Regions from separate parts of the Mus musculus genome. Here regions 1, 2, 4 and 5 are each linked to region 3. A link is a contact called in public Hi-C, Micro-C and targeted proximity ligation data. All regions are on one chromosome and are shown on one strand. The core of a region is the stretch at or near the end of the contact, and the rest is flanking DNA. Distances in the headings are between cores, read along the strand shown. Region 1 overlaps Gm46648 (a long non-coding RNA gene). Region 2 overlaps Smarca2 (SWI/SNF related, matrix associated, actin dependent regulator of chromatin, subfamily a, member 2). Region 3 has its middle 19 kb from the start of Gm35554. Region 4 overlaps Smarca2 (SWI/SNF related, matrix associated, actin dependent regulator of chromatin, subfamily a, member 2). Region 5 overlaps 4931403E22Rik (RIKEN cDNA 4931403E22 gene).

What was found. Hi-C and Micro-C count contacts between places; a contact is called where the count stands out from the background.
Region 1: a contact with region 3 is called in a targeted proximity ligation map of the NIH/3T3 cell line, with 5 read pairs. A contact is called at or near these places in 2 of 484 Hi-C or Micro-C datasets (granulosa cells and uterus), 2 of 130 datasets of targeted methods (the NIH/3T3 cell line and astrocytes) and 1 of 9 other capture datasets (embryonic tail).
Region 2: a Micro-C map of granulosa cells shows a contact between it and region 3, with 1.9 times the contacts expected there. A contact is called at or near these places in 7 of 484 Hi-C or Micro-C datasets (embryonic stem cells, granulosa cells, muscle stem cells and 1 more), 14 of 130 datasets of targeted methods (the NIH/3T3 cell line, T-cell acute lymphoblastic leukemia, craniofacial prominence and 10 more) and 1 of 9 other capture datasets (embryonic stem cells).
Region 4: a Hi-C map of uterus shows a contact between it and region 3, with 4 times the contacts expected there. A contact is called at or near these places in 2 of 484 Hi-C or Micro-C datasets (tail fibroblasts and uterus) and 3 of 130 datasets of targeted methods (astrocytes, bone marrow-derived macrophages and large pre-B cells).
Region 5: a contact with region 3 is called in a Hi-C map of uterus.

Annotation. Positions count from the first base shown.
Region 1 is chr19:26,844,531-26,847,230 of GRCm38.p6, forward strand. All of the region lies in intron 2 of Gm46648 (a long non-coding RNA gene), which reads left to right. Among named protein-coding and RNA genes, the nearest start is that of 4931403E22Rik, 22 kb to the left of the region's middle.
Region 2 is chr19:26,752,214-26,754,913 of GRCm38.p6, forward strand. The region is part of intron 28 of Smarca2 (SWI/SNF related, matrix associated, actin dependent regulator of chromatin, subfamily a, member 2); the gene reads left to right. Among named protein-coding and RNA genes, the nearest start is that of Gm46648, 70 kb to the right of the region's middle.
Region 3 is chr19:27,362,803-27,365,502 of GRCm38.p6, forward strand. It overlaps the pseudogene Gm50113. Among named protein-coding and RNA genes, the nearest start is that of Gm35554, 19 kb to the left of the region's middle.
Region 4 is chr19:26,717,011-26,719,710 of GRCm38.p6, forward strand. All of the region lies in intron 26 of Smarca2 (SWI/SNF related, matrix associated, actin dependent regulator of chromatin, subfamily a, member 2), which reads left to right. Among named protein-coding and RNA genes, the nearest start is that of Gm20616, 95 kb to the left of the region's middle.
Region 5 is chr19:26,811,468-26,814,167 of GRCm38.p6, forward strand. The region is part of intron 1 of 4931403E22Rik (RIKEN cDNA 4931403E22 gene); the gene reads right to left. Among named protein-coding and RNA genes, the nearest start is that of Gm46648, 11 kb to the right of the region's middle.

The sequences.
Region 1 (2,700 bases), core at 126-2,625, 520 kb before region 3:
TTCACTCTGGGTACCAAACATACACTTTGCTTTCAGTTAAACCTCTGCTATTGATGACTTCTGGGCTGTCTTTGGCATCCACAGTCTCCTATCTGATCTCATTATTTCGGATCTATGCATCCTGGCTGGCGGTATGTCTTTTGTCTTTGGTCCTCCCATCATATAAATGGGATTGTTTTATGGCTTCCTTTTTCCAGGGCCTGGGTTTTGTTCTGACTTAGTTTGCCATTTATGTTTAAGGGTAGAAATCTAAATCCAGGGTGAAGGTCTCCAGCTCCTAGGAGGCCCTTCAATGGGTTACCTCCTTCTGTCCCGGGTTGGGGGTTGAAGGGTGGGAGCACAGAGGGGCGGGGGTAGGGAGGGCGGTCCATTTGTCACTGCTGTTTCTATGGGGGCCTGGAGCTCAAGGTTCCAAGTTGGCCCAAGCACTTGGCAGACAAGCCCCTTGATTGTTGCTGGAGACCCCAGGTCAGTTTGGGGCGGAGCAAGCCTTTTAGGGATCCAAGAGGCTGAGACAAGCATGCTGATGAGGGAGAAACGTGCTAGGGAGAAGGTAGGCCTTGATGTATGCCCGAGTGGACAAAAGCTGTTAGTGTCAGCTTGATTTGCAAGATAAACATTCATGAGTTCGACTGCTTAGAAAGAGGGATTATCTACAAACCCGGGTCTGAATGGGAGCCATAAATAAGTGATTTCACACTACCAAGCAGGAAGAATATTCTGCCTCCTAAATTATTCTGAACAGCATGTTCGGCCCCTCCCAGGTTCCCACCAGTGACTAGCCCTGGGGCTGGGAGGTACTCAAATAATGTTCCTTTTGGCGAAGAGCCTCTGCCTCCTCCAGAGGCTCCTGGTTGCAGAGCCCTGCTGCAGCGCTTCTCTTCTTAAATCCAGTCCATGTTTTGCCTCCCACCGCCTCCGTGGCCCGTTTCAGGCCTGGGTTTATCCAGGCAGGGATTTCTCTCCAACCAAGAATCAACCAAGCTCTGCTTGGGGTTCCCAGGCTGTGCACGTTTCAAACGTGCTCGAATATTCATCAAAGGCATTGGGAGGATGTTTTATCTGCTTCCTAAGTAGGGACATGCTCCTAGCTACCCCATTTGTAGCTGAGTTTGCTCTGAAATGGAAATGCACCTCCTGATGCTAGAAGACCGCGTGGAAGGTTTCCCCTCCTCCACTCCGGGGCAACCGATTTCTCTTTCTTCTCTCTCTCTCTCTCTCTTTCTTCTCTCTCTCTCTCTTTCTTCTCTCTCTCTCTCTTTCTTCTCTCTCTCTCTCTCTCTCTCTCTCTCTCTCTCTCTCTCTCTCTCTCTCTCTCTCCTCCTTCATCCTTTGTGCAAGCTTTGCTGTGTTAACCCTGTAATGCCCTTTTTGCATGCGACACGCCCTTTCCTCTCTCCCTGTAGCTACAATGGGGCTTTCTCTGGATGTCTTGATGCCTCCTATACCACCGTTTTTTAAGGGAAGTGTTTTGTTTGAGAAGACATGGGAGAGACACTGTTGGATAGTACTGAAGCTTTATAGATTTATTTATGTATGCTGTATGTAGGTATATGTATCACACGTGTACTCCATGGGTGTGGAGATCAGAAGAGGGCATCAGATTCCCTGGAACTGGAGTTAACAGGTGCTTGTGAGCTGCCACAGGGTGTCTGAGGTCCAAACCCCCAAACCCAGGTGCTCTACAAAATCAGCCAGTGTCCTTAACCTCTGAGCTACCACTCCAATGGCCCCTGGTTGCTAAGGTTCTAAAGGGTATGGTCTAGGATGCCTGTAAAATATGGAAAGCTCACTGCTGCCTGCTGTCTGGCCAAGAATCTAGGCCTTTGTGGTTACTGTTTCAGTCCATCGTCGTTCCCCCCCCCCCCCCCATACTGACTCTGTTTACCTTGGCTGAGCCCCACTTAATTTGGTTGACTACACCTCTGTCTCTAGTTGCTGATCAGCGAGGGTCAGCCTTCTCTAGGTGAACAAGAATTCCCGAAAAGAAGCTGTGTCTTTTGGACACTGATTGACTGATTAGAATCTCAGTACTGTGGAGAGATTAGAATGCTGCAGGTCCAGAGGCTAGCTTATTTTGGGCTAGTTTAAGCCCTCTGGAACAGCCATTCCTTGCCCACTTATGTGTCTGAACTAACATCGGGTAACTAATAGAAAACTTTGGGAATCTAATAACTTAGCAGACCATTGCTCCCAATAACTCAGATCTGCGGATGCCATCAGATAACATCTTGGGCCTATAGAAAGCGTCCCTCTGTCTTGCTGTAACTACTTTTCTGATGTGCCCACTAATGTATTTTAAACCTACCGTGATTTATGACCTTCTTTGTTCTATAAAATTTCATAAATCTGTTTCCACTTTGGAACATAGAATTGGGGGTACCATAAATCTGTGTTCCCAGGCCATGGTCACTCTCAGTGGCTCCAGAATCAGCATCTGTCACTTGCTGTAAGGTGAGAGCCATTCAGAGCAAACAATAGGATGTCACAGAATAAAACTGAATGGCTCAAGCTTCTCCCCTACTAGGATGGTGCTCTGATGTCCGACACCAATGAATTTCTCAGCAGGCAGCAATTTCAAACACCTTTCTTCTTCTTCCTTTGGGACCCACAGTGCCACTGTTCTAAAAGAATACAGGCCTTCAGGCCATTCGAAAAAAGTGTGAGGGTGGGGAAGGAAGAAAGAGAAGAGGCAGCCAA
Region 2 (2,700 bases), core at 113-2,612, 610 kb before region 3:
TGTATGACGGTTCCCGGTGTGTTGTCTAAGATGGTGGGAAGTGAGATTCGATGACTTTTTAAAGACGCCTATTCCAGAAAAGGATTCTTCAGGAGCTCTGAGGAGAGAGGTGTTGGGACGATGGGATGAAATTATTTATTATTGTTTATTATTATTATTACTATTAGAGGTTGACTTGTCAGAAGGAAGGAACTGCAGTCATATTTAAGCTAAATCTTTTATGTGCAGGACCCTGTTCAAAACCAGATCCCTCCACAAAATTGTCGGGCTTCCCTCCTCCTAATACTTGGGAGTGTTGAGCCTTTCTATCAGCTGTGGTCTCTCTTACATCACCGCTATATGTATTCAGCGTGATATTTCAGCAAATTCACCCCCTTTCTCGTGGGCTTTTTCGGTGTGACCAATAAGGAGGCGGTGCTGCACACAGACAAGATCGCTTTAAATAAACGGATGAGTATTTGGAAACTGAGGCCAAGACGCTTGAGTTTCTCAGTCAATGCTCTACTGCTTAGCTAGTCTGATTGCATTGGAGATGGTTGACTTGGGGTTTCCTGCTTTGATTTCCCCTTGATGCAATGCGGTTTGCATTTGATGCAATGTTATTTTGCTTTGGAAGCCATCTCTTGTTTCCATGGAAAGCAGATAGGAAACAGATATTTCTGCTGTCTGAGTTGCGTGATCATAGAGGTCAGCTGTCAGAGTTGCGTGGTCATAGAGACCAGCTGTTAGAGACGGTGCCTTAGCCCCGGGAACTCCTGTTGTCCTGTCCGACGCTGAACTAACTGAAAGTGGGCAGCTACATTGCTTGCGACTTGGGTTTTTCCTCCTAGCTTTGACGTATTACATGGCAGGCAGGGAGGAATTGTTCGAAAGATTAAGTGGCAGGAAAAGTAGAAACTTTCCACCAGGAATTTCTCTCTTAAGCCTTTCTAGCTCGTGTGATATTTTCCAAACCAGTAAAGGGGACAGGAGGAGAAAGGTTCATTGAGCGGTCAGAATTTCTTGTGTCTCCTGACTCATCAAGACTTGTAACTCCAGTCCTCACTAGCTTCGTTATTTTCTTTTTGAAAGAAAGAAAGAAAGAAAGAAAGAAAGAAAGAAAGAAAGAAAGAAAGAAAGAAAGGAAGCAAGCAAGCAAGCACACTTCTTTTAAATACTGTCAAGTGGCCACCAAAGGCACCCCACCTCCTCCTCCTGAGTGTGGATTGGCCTCTCAGTGACACTCCACAGAGGGCAAACTCAACCCAAACCCCAAGTCCACTCTTGGTCTGGAGTAAGCGTGAGAATTTTTTTTTTTCAAACCAAGAGTTAGTAACTGCAGTTTCTAGTCACCCCGACTTCCTCCTCCACCTGTTGCCTTCCCACAGGGGGAAGCTGAATCATTACACCCCACATCAGCCTCTGGTGCGAGGAAATTGACTCTGCTCTACCTCTGACTTTTTTGGTTTTGCCTTTGTGTCAGGAGAGCACACCATCTGTTTCTCTGACCAGGTGTGCCCTGGTCTTTGGCAGGCCTTTGATGATCACATCCATCGCTTGCTGATTCAATCTGGGTTTGCTGGAACACCGGAGTGGGGCTGAGTGAGCCTGTGGGGACTTAAAAGGCGGGAGGGGGTGTCTTTGAATAGTGGCTGTCATTTCAGCTTCCTTAATCAGCGGAAGGGTCAGCATCTCGTGGGTCTCATGTTACCAGTAGATTGTTTTATTTGGCTTTACAGTATTTGTGTGTGTGTGTGTGTGTGTGTGTGTGTGTGTGAGAGAGAGAGAGAGAGAGAGAGAGAGAGAGAGAGAGAGATGTTTCTATTTCTTGACTCCCCCCCTTTAGAAAAACTTAAAAATCTGGCAGGTTTCTGCCTGAGTTTCCCCCAGCGGGAGCTCCACAGGAGGGCGGAAATGGCTGCTCTCTTTACCTGACACCTCACAGGTGGTCTCAGCTGTTGCCTTCCCTACCACCAATATGGAGTATGAGTTGCTGGCTGTTGACCGACTTCAGGTGGCTTGTGTACATCGCCTACTGGCTGCATTTGTATCAACCTGGTGAACAAAACCACAACAGACGCCCTCAGAGCCCATTCCCAAGTGTGCCTGGGGAGGCAGAGCCTAGGGGCTCAGGGCACAAGCTCTTCCTAGTCTAGCCTCAGCGGCTTACATTTGAATCTGGTGTTCACTTACCTGCCTGACCCTCAGTTTCCCAGTGCACACAGTGGAATAATTCCTGCTCCCCACCCCCAACCCCCCAGCCTGTGGAATTGTTGTCCTAAGCAATTAATATAACCCCAGATTCTTTAAATAGTTTAATGATTAATAGTCCAACTTTGAGACTGTTTACAGTTCATCCAGCAGGTGAAGGGACCTCTGAAGAGAGTGTCCTTGCCGATGCCGGTTTCCATGGTTTTCATTCCAGAAACAGAAAATGCAGTTTCACCGGAACTGACTAGTGAGCATGTCTCTAGTTGTACTGTAGGCAAGGGCTATTTAAATATTTCAGCACCCAGGTATCGAGTGGCTCTTCCTCTTCCTGGCTTGCTTGCTTTCTTTGCTTATTGAGTTCTCCTTAAAAAGCTCCCTCTTAAGACTCTGACTCTCCCTGTGTTTTTAGGTACTTTCTGGAGAGATCATGTGCTGAACCTCGTACCGCTGCATGCTTCATGTATATTTCATGTTAGTGGTCCTCTAGAAAAAGCAATGGACTCTATTTAT
Region 3 (2,700 bases), core at 44-2,543:
AAATGTATATTTTAATAAATGAAAGAATCAGCAAGCACAGTGCCAATATCCAGTAATCGGAAATCAGTAGCCAGCTAATTTACAAAGAATGCAAAAGAAAACTCAGGAGCGTACACACAAAAACAAGACTAAGTACTAAGTCAAATTCAGTGAGTGTCAAGCTAATACTAGACAGAAATGGGAATGAAGGCTGTAGACAGAATGCAGTGGTCAAATCTGTGACAGCAAATATACAGTGATAGTCAACACATGTATGTGCATCTGCGTGTGTAAACACACAGACATACAGAAGCTAGCATAACAAAACCAGAGATCTGGAGAAGGAGAAAGACAAATGCGTATTGAAATGCCATATTCCTGTAAGATAAAGGCGACTGACATCGACTTATAAAATCCGCTGAAGGAGGGGGGTGAGAGGGAGTAGGAGAGGGGGAAGATGGTGGATGTGATAGAAATACACTGTGTGTGTGATGTGTGTGAAAATGTCATAATGAAGTCATAAGATATGCTAACAAAATGCTTTTATAAGCTCCGGTGCCAATGTTTCTCACAATTACCTTTTTAAGCATAAATAATCTTTCTCTTGTAGATTAAAAAAATAATATTCTGAAGTTCAATTGTTCCTTTTTTCTGTATTTCTATTTTTCTTCTAAAACAATCCCATAGAACAGGATGCTTTTAAAAAAAAAAAACACAAAATCACTGCCATTCAATCTACCTTGCTTCAAATAGAATGTGTTTATAAGGAAGTGTTTGGACAAGCTGGGTGTAGTGGTGCATGCCTGTAATCTTAGCATTTGGGAGGCTGAGGTAGGAGGATCTTGAATTCAAGAATAGCATGGATACATAGCAAATTTGAAGCCAGTCTGTATTCCAAACTAAGACTATATTAAATGAATGAATGAATGAATGAATGAATGAATAAATAAATAAATAAGAGTTAAAATAATATTAATTGTAAACTATTTCTGGGTGTCATATTCTGAGTAAATATTTTTAAGCCCTGACCTTTGTGCTACTCTTCGTTACGTGCACTCTCCATAAAAACCATTATTTTTTTTCACTAAAACAACAAAAAGGATTTTTCTTTAAAAGAGAAAAATACCTGGAAATATTTGGGATAAGATGTTAACCACGGGAAATCAGAATGGGGCAAGTATTCATGGTTATTGTTTACAGTCTTCTAACCAACTTTGTTTCATTTCAATTTGTTTTATTCTTTGCTTTGTTTTGTTGAGACAGCGCCTCGCTGTTCAGCTCTGGCTGCTCTGACTCACTTTCTAGACCGTTTGGACCTTGATGTCAGATCTGCCTTCCTCTACCTCCTGAATGCTAATATTCTAAGCATGCCCCTCCATACATACCTGGTGTGTGTGTGTGTGTGTGTGTGTGTGTGTGTGTGTGTGTGTGAGAGAGAGAGAGAGAGAGAGAGAGAGAGAGAGAGAGAGAGAGAGAGAGAGAGAGAGAGAGAGATTAAAGATGTAGCTCATCGGCAGAGGATTTGCCCAGGGTGTAGGAGATCTTTGTTCAAGCGCCAGTATCATACAAGGGATAAAAAGAAAAACAACCTGAACACCCCCAAGTTAATTTCCATCTCCAGCATTTGTTCAGGAGAAGATGACTAGCCCCACGGACCCGCACTTGGGCAGGCATACTTCACGAAGTGCTGCACAGAGCATCACCATTTTAATTTTGCTTTTGGTTTCAGGGTCCCGACACAACTTTCTGATCATAAATTGACTTCGTGTGCAGTTTCCCTACAGGGAGAAGACGAACAGATGTTAAGCATGCAGGGGCGAGACCCCGTTTGTCTTGTTCACTGCTATCGCCACAGCATCCGGTACTCAGCAGACGTACTGTGATTCTTTAACTAGAGACTGAACCTTAACACCAATCAGTAAACTGCCATACTGGGTAACTGACTGGGCCCTGGGAACCTGGTACTCCAGCCCCATCCCCCCTCTCTGAAAGATTGACCCTCTCTGTTTGGTGACAGGATTATGACTCACAGTTTACAAAGCTGCCAGCCCAGGAACTTTCCTGACACAGCCAAGGTCACGTCCCCCTGGAGCAGGGATTGCTCTGAAAGCTGAAAAGCCTCTGAAGGTTTTCTTTTTGTCTCATTTCTCAAACTGCTGGGCAGGGCACCAACTGCCAGGGTTACTTTGTGTGTACTTGTTTATATAAGATAGGATAATTTATTTTTTTTTAATTTAGCTTCTCTTTACTACCATTTCTGCCTTAGATAAGATTTTTAAAAAAGATATTTTTAGAATGCTTTTCTTGATTTTTAGTATATTTGAATCTCGTAGAGTAGGTAAGTTTTAATTTTGCTATTTCAGAGTCAAAATTGAGAATTATGAGAAGACTCCAGCAAGGTGTTTTGTTTTTATTTTTATTTAATTTTATTTTTTTAATTTGGAAGTTGGGAAAGTGAGTGTGGGCTGAAAAGGGAGAGAGAGAGAGAGAGAGAGAGAGAGAGAGAGAGAGAGAGAGAGAGAACATGACAGCTATTTGAGTTAATGTTGTAGGAGTGGCATTGTCTGAAAAAAGAGTATAAGCTTCGTGTTTTCAGGTAGCGGCTACCACACACAATGAGTCTCCGAGGGCAGAAGGATACAGGGTGTGTGTGGCTTGGAGTCTAAGCAATGAAGTTTAAAGTAGGATTAAAGATCAGATGAGGAACCACTAAAAAGATCT
Region 4 (2,700 bases), core at 96-2,595, 650 kb before region 3:
ATGACTAGAACAGTCCCGGGCACGTAGTGCTTATGTGCAATAGATTACCGAATGAGGGTGGTGATGGTTGTGGTTTCAGGGTTTGTCCAGATGACAAGACAGATCCAGATGAATAAGGGGTAAGGCTTCCTCCAAAGCATTCAGCCATTCTGACTTTCGTGTCAGGCATTTAGCGTGACCGTGAGGGACGGGATATGTATGCACTATGGCTGGGGTGTAGTAGCACTGAAGAACCCTGATCACAGGCACCTGTTAGAAAGCCATGGGGTCCTGGAACCCCCCCACCCTTGTGTAAGCAAAGCACCTGGAAAGGAGAGGCATAGTAAAGATGTGGTTGCCGGTGCTGGGGCTGCAAGGTGGAGATGTGAGACCCTTTTAAGCAGAAATTACAACTTTTGAAGAGATGCTAGGAATCGACCCTTTTTGGCGAACTCTCAGCATTAAGGTTTGCAACTACATTCAGGACCTTTATTAATATTATTCCATAACACTGCAGGCCAAAGAGAACACAGCTAAGCCAAATATGACCCGATGGGTTTGTAATCTCTGCCTTTTAAGCTTAGGGAGGGTGAGAGAATAGAACCAAGGCTGTGTGGACGCTTATGTCATTTTCATGGGGGGAGGGGGATTATTTGCTTGTGGCCTTTGTCTAGAGAACGCAGATTATGCCCACACATAATGATTCACAATGAAAGACCATTACCTCTTTCCCAGGCAGAAAAGCAGGCAGCCATAGCAGTGGCTCCCAGCTTTAGGAAATGTATTACTTTGCTACCCAGGTGAGGCCATTTTAGGGAGACAGGGCATTAATGTGGGTTCTGCATTAATGTGGGGTTCTGCTGTTACTCCCTACAATTATAGATTAGACTTTTAAATAGGGGGGTTGGGGATACACATCAGAAAGCAACATCTATCTTTGAGGCACTTACCAAGGGGTAGGAGACTAGGGAACCCTGAGGCAGAAAGGCTTTCCTGGCCTTTCCTGGCACTCACTCAACACTACAATGGCCTCAGATACTCCCAAATTAGGTTACACTCAGAAATCGGCCTTCCCTGGCAGCGCCCTGAAATCGGGGAGAAATTTAGTGCTGCTCCATTCTTCTTTGAGGCTGAGCTTTTGTAGGATTTGAAAAATCTCAGACAAACCTGGAAATTTTGTTCAAGGTCCCGTCTCCCTTTAACTAGGTCTACGACCCTAGAACAGGCTTGTCACAGCCCAGACTGACTCAGGAATGAATTGACATAGCCCAGACTGGTGCAGGAATGAATGTACTTGTGTAAGAACCTGAAGTTTGTGAGTTCTCAGGCCTGTTTCTTACGTGTTAGCATCTGTTAGGGAGACTGAACCAGCTCTGCTGTTTTCTGTTGGGTTTAATTTGTATACCTTTGGCCACTGGGCTGTTCATTAGCACTTCCACCAGGGGGCAGGAAAATGAATTTGAATCCATGCCAGCTACTGTGATTAAAGAGTTTAGCGGCAAGCAAGAATGGAATGCGAGCTGCCTAGGCGCTCTGGATCGCATGTATCAAAAGTCTTCGTCCATTACTCAGAATTAGTCCTGTGCCTCACAGTAATAGAGACTTATTACTTCAATGTATAGATACTGTAAACAAATAGCTCCTTTAAAATAATAATCTTTCTTTTAAACAGTGCCATTGCCTTCCCCTTCTAAAACCAAGACATCAAATAATTAATTCACCGTCAATACTGATAACCTGTGGGTTTTACCTAAAAGGTTTATTTGATAGCAACATGCTTCAGATATTTATCTTGGACCAATATATAAATAATGGGCTTTTAGAGGCCATATTTGCTGTGAAGGTGAAAAATAGTAATAAATGTTATGATTTATACTAAGGCCTTAAGATGGATACATCCAGGTAGTAATTAAATAGAAAAGTTAGTCTTTTTTGTCCAAAGCTAGTTTAAGATGTTATAGAGAAGTATTGGGTAAGTAGGATCTCTAAGATCACTAGGACTTGTAGCTTATCATATTTAATTGAATCTACCCTTTTTAAAAAAATTATATGTATATGGGTTATTGTTATTAAAATTAAAGAAAATACTTATTCTATGGTTGTCCTACTCTCCAGTTACAAAACAACCTACTGTGGTCATTTTGCAAACTCTGATCTAGGAATCCGGAATTTGGTCTAGCTTAGAGCTTGAAGTAGCAACAGGCTGTCACAGAGTAGGTCTCGGGGAGATTGCTTTCCTACTAGTTATCTGCTAGCTATTAAGAGGTTGCCTCATGCAACCTCTGTCTAGGTCCTGCCTTAAAGAAGCACCCTCTTGCTCATTGCCAAGCCTCCATGGGTAGATCCTGTTTCTGAGCCACGCATTAGATGGCTGGATTAAGCCAAGCATCACAAGCTAAGTATAGCACATGGGAGAGCAGGGTGGCCACATTTATCTACCAATAGGATGCTACCGAGCTCCAGGCTTACCCTGTCGTACAGACGGAGTGATTTCCAGAAGTGTTGAAGCATAGTTTCAGGAGCCTCGACGCCTAATTTCTAAGTCACATTTGGGTTCAAGAAGCAAATATTTCCTTCACATTTTATCAGTTTTAGCTTTTAAGGGAAAGAAATCATTTTATTGAATATGTGTTTTGGTACTGTAGAATCAGAAGAGGAGGGAGAAGGTAAATGATGAATAATTAATGACTTATTTCTCCTTGGGGATGATCCGGGTATATG
Region 5 (2,700 bases), core at 139-2,638, 550 kb before region 3:
TGCCCTGGGAATCACTTTACCTCTCAGCTACCAATACCCTAATCTATACTCCACTAGCATCTTTGTAGCTCTCCCCTATTCCTGACACCCGACCCTGATTCATCTCCCAGACAGAAGTGAGAGCGAGCATTTTGAAAGCAAGGATGGCCACTGCACTTCCCACTAAAAGCATTGAAGTAGCTAGCCATGATTTTCAGGGCTAACTCCAAAACCCTCAAAGTGGACAGCAGGCCTGTGACATGTGCCCTGCTCATGTCCACTGCTTTTTCTGATCTATTGTGTCTCTTAGTCACTAAGGCCCAGTTTGAGTCACATTGCTTCAGTTCCTCACTTGTGTCGTGTTCCCATTGTCTCTCTCCACACAGGACTTCCTTTCTCCTTGAGATGCCAAAGAGAACTTAGCCCAGTATTCTTCTGATACTGTGACAAAAATATCAGGACCATGGGCAACTGAGATGATAAGGTGGTTTATCTTAGCTTATAGCCCCAGAGGAGCTACAATTTATTGTGACAGGGAAAGTTTTAGAGCAGAAGGAAGAGACCAGCCTGACAGTTAGGAAACAGACAGATCACATCTCATCTGCACACAAGAACCAGAACAGAATGTTTCTCCCCAGATCCCAGCACATCTTCTTCTAACACTGTAGTGTATATTAATGTGGAAGTAAACAAGTGTGCCTGGTACTGAGGCCACTGGAGTAACGAAGATAAATTGCTCCCTCTCTATCTACTCCACACACATGCGTGCGCGCGCGCACACACACACACACACACACACACACACACAAAAGTATGCAACACACACACACACTCTTTCACATTCTGTACTCACATATGTACATACTTTGGTGGTCTCTAAAGGGACTTCAAGCCTATTACAAGTATTCCCGAGCCACAGAATCTTCTCTTCCTCCCAGGACACCCTACCCTCAGAGAGGTTTGCCGGATGATAAGGATGATCAAAATATCTCTCCTGGACTGTAAAGGAGCCTCCACGGACCTCTCCCCTACTTCCTCCCCACCTTCCCTAGCTCAGCCCCTCTGTGTGCTTGTAAATATGGATGAAGCCATCGTCTATCTTCGTCCTACAATGCTTAGCACATCAAGCTAATGAAACAACAATTTTGTGCATGGGAGTCACAAGTTATCAGTTCAAGTTCTAATGCTTTCACTTTCTAGTGACCACTGGAAACTCACCATGTATTTGGTCCTGAGTTTTTCCATGTGTCATGTGAACGGGCTGGGTTGACGAAAGCTCTAGGTTTCCTTTTAGCTCTAACAGTCTGTAATTTTTATGATGGAAGGCACCGACGCCTCAGAGCAGACAGCTCATCTTTCTGCAGATGGCTCAAGTCCTAGTGATGATTTAACTTCACTAAGGGAAGCTTAACCATTCTGGAGCTCTGTTTGGGTTCTTCATTACATAGGTCAGTTCTAGCTTAGCCCTCCCATGCTCTTCCATAAGACACACTGCAAATAGCAAGAGTGGGAGGCAGGCAAACCACTCTCCAGGATCGCTGACATGGACGGCTGATAGTATCACTATGAGAACGCCAGCAAGTTTGGGAGTTTTCCCTTCATAAACCCCTTCCTTCAGAAAACTGTCTTTGGAAACAACATAACCATATTTTCAGGGAAGGAACAGTCATAAAGTCCATGGTTTTTTTTTTTTTTTTTTGCCAAGGCAAAAAAACTTCGTAGTGATTAAAGCCTCTTATCATTATCTAACTGGACCATACAGACTTAAAGTCCATATAGAATGATCTCTCTAGAGAACAAGCTGGCTAGTCAGCATCATGCACTGGGGACCAGTAGACCAAGGAGACCCCCAGCTTCATACACAGACCACCACCACAGCCAGGCATCCACATTCTTCAGATTCGTAGATGTGCCAATCTATCTGGATCTGCCCCAACTCTCAAGATAAGGAATGGATTCCTAGGAGTGGAAACACCTTTGTCTTCACTCTCTTCACTTCCCAAAATACCAAGGATACACACCCCCCCAAAGACACTTGGCTCCAAGGTTTGGGGACTAGAAATATGAGCTCCTGTCCACCACTTTGACACAAATCTCTAAATCATTATCCAGTTTCATTCTACACCAAGTGTTCACATTATAGATTATCAACCATATTTTTTCAGATTAAAAAAAAAAAAAAACCCAACACCTAAGTCACATACCAAGAACTTCCAGTGGTTTTGCCTCTCCTCCCTCCAACCTTTTAGAAAGCAGCACATATAACTACTACCCCCTCGTCAAAGAAGCCTCTCATTACAGCAAATATAGGTTTAAGGACCATGGAAAGTGATCTCTCACCGGACACAGTGCAAAGATAAACAGATCGTGTAGAACTTAACCCCAGTGGTTACATCTACATCGCAGCTTGTGGTGGTTTGAATACAAATGGCCCATAGGGAATAGCTCTATTAGGAGGTATGGCTTTGTTAGAGGAAGTGTGTCACTGAGGGTGGGCTTTGAGGTTTCAGAAGCTCAATCCCAGCCCAATGTCACTCTCTTCCTTCTGCCCTTCCTTCTGTCAATTTTCATGTTGAATTCTCAGCTACCTCTCCAGCACCATGTCTACCTGCGTGCTACCATGCTTCCTGCCATGACAATAATGGACCAAACCTCTGAATTGTAAGCCATCCCCAGTTAAATGCTTTCCTTATAAGAGTTGCCATGATCATGGTATCTCTT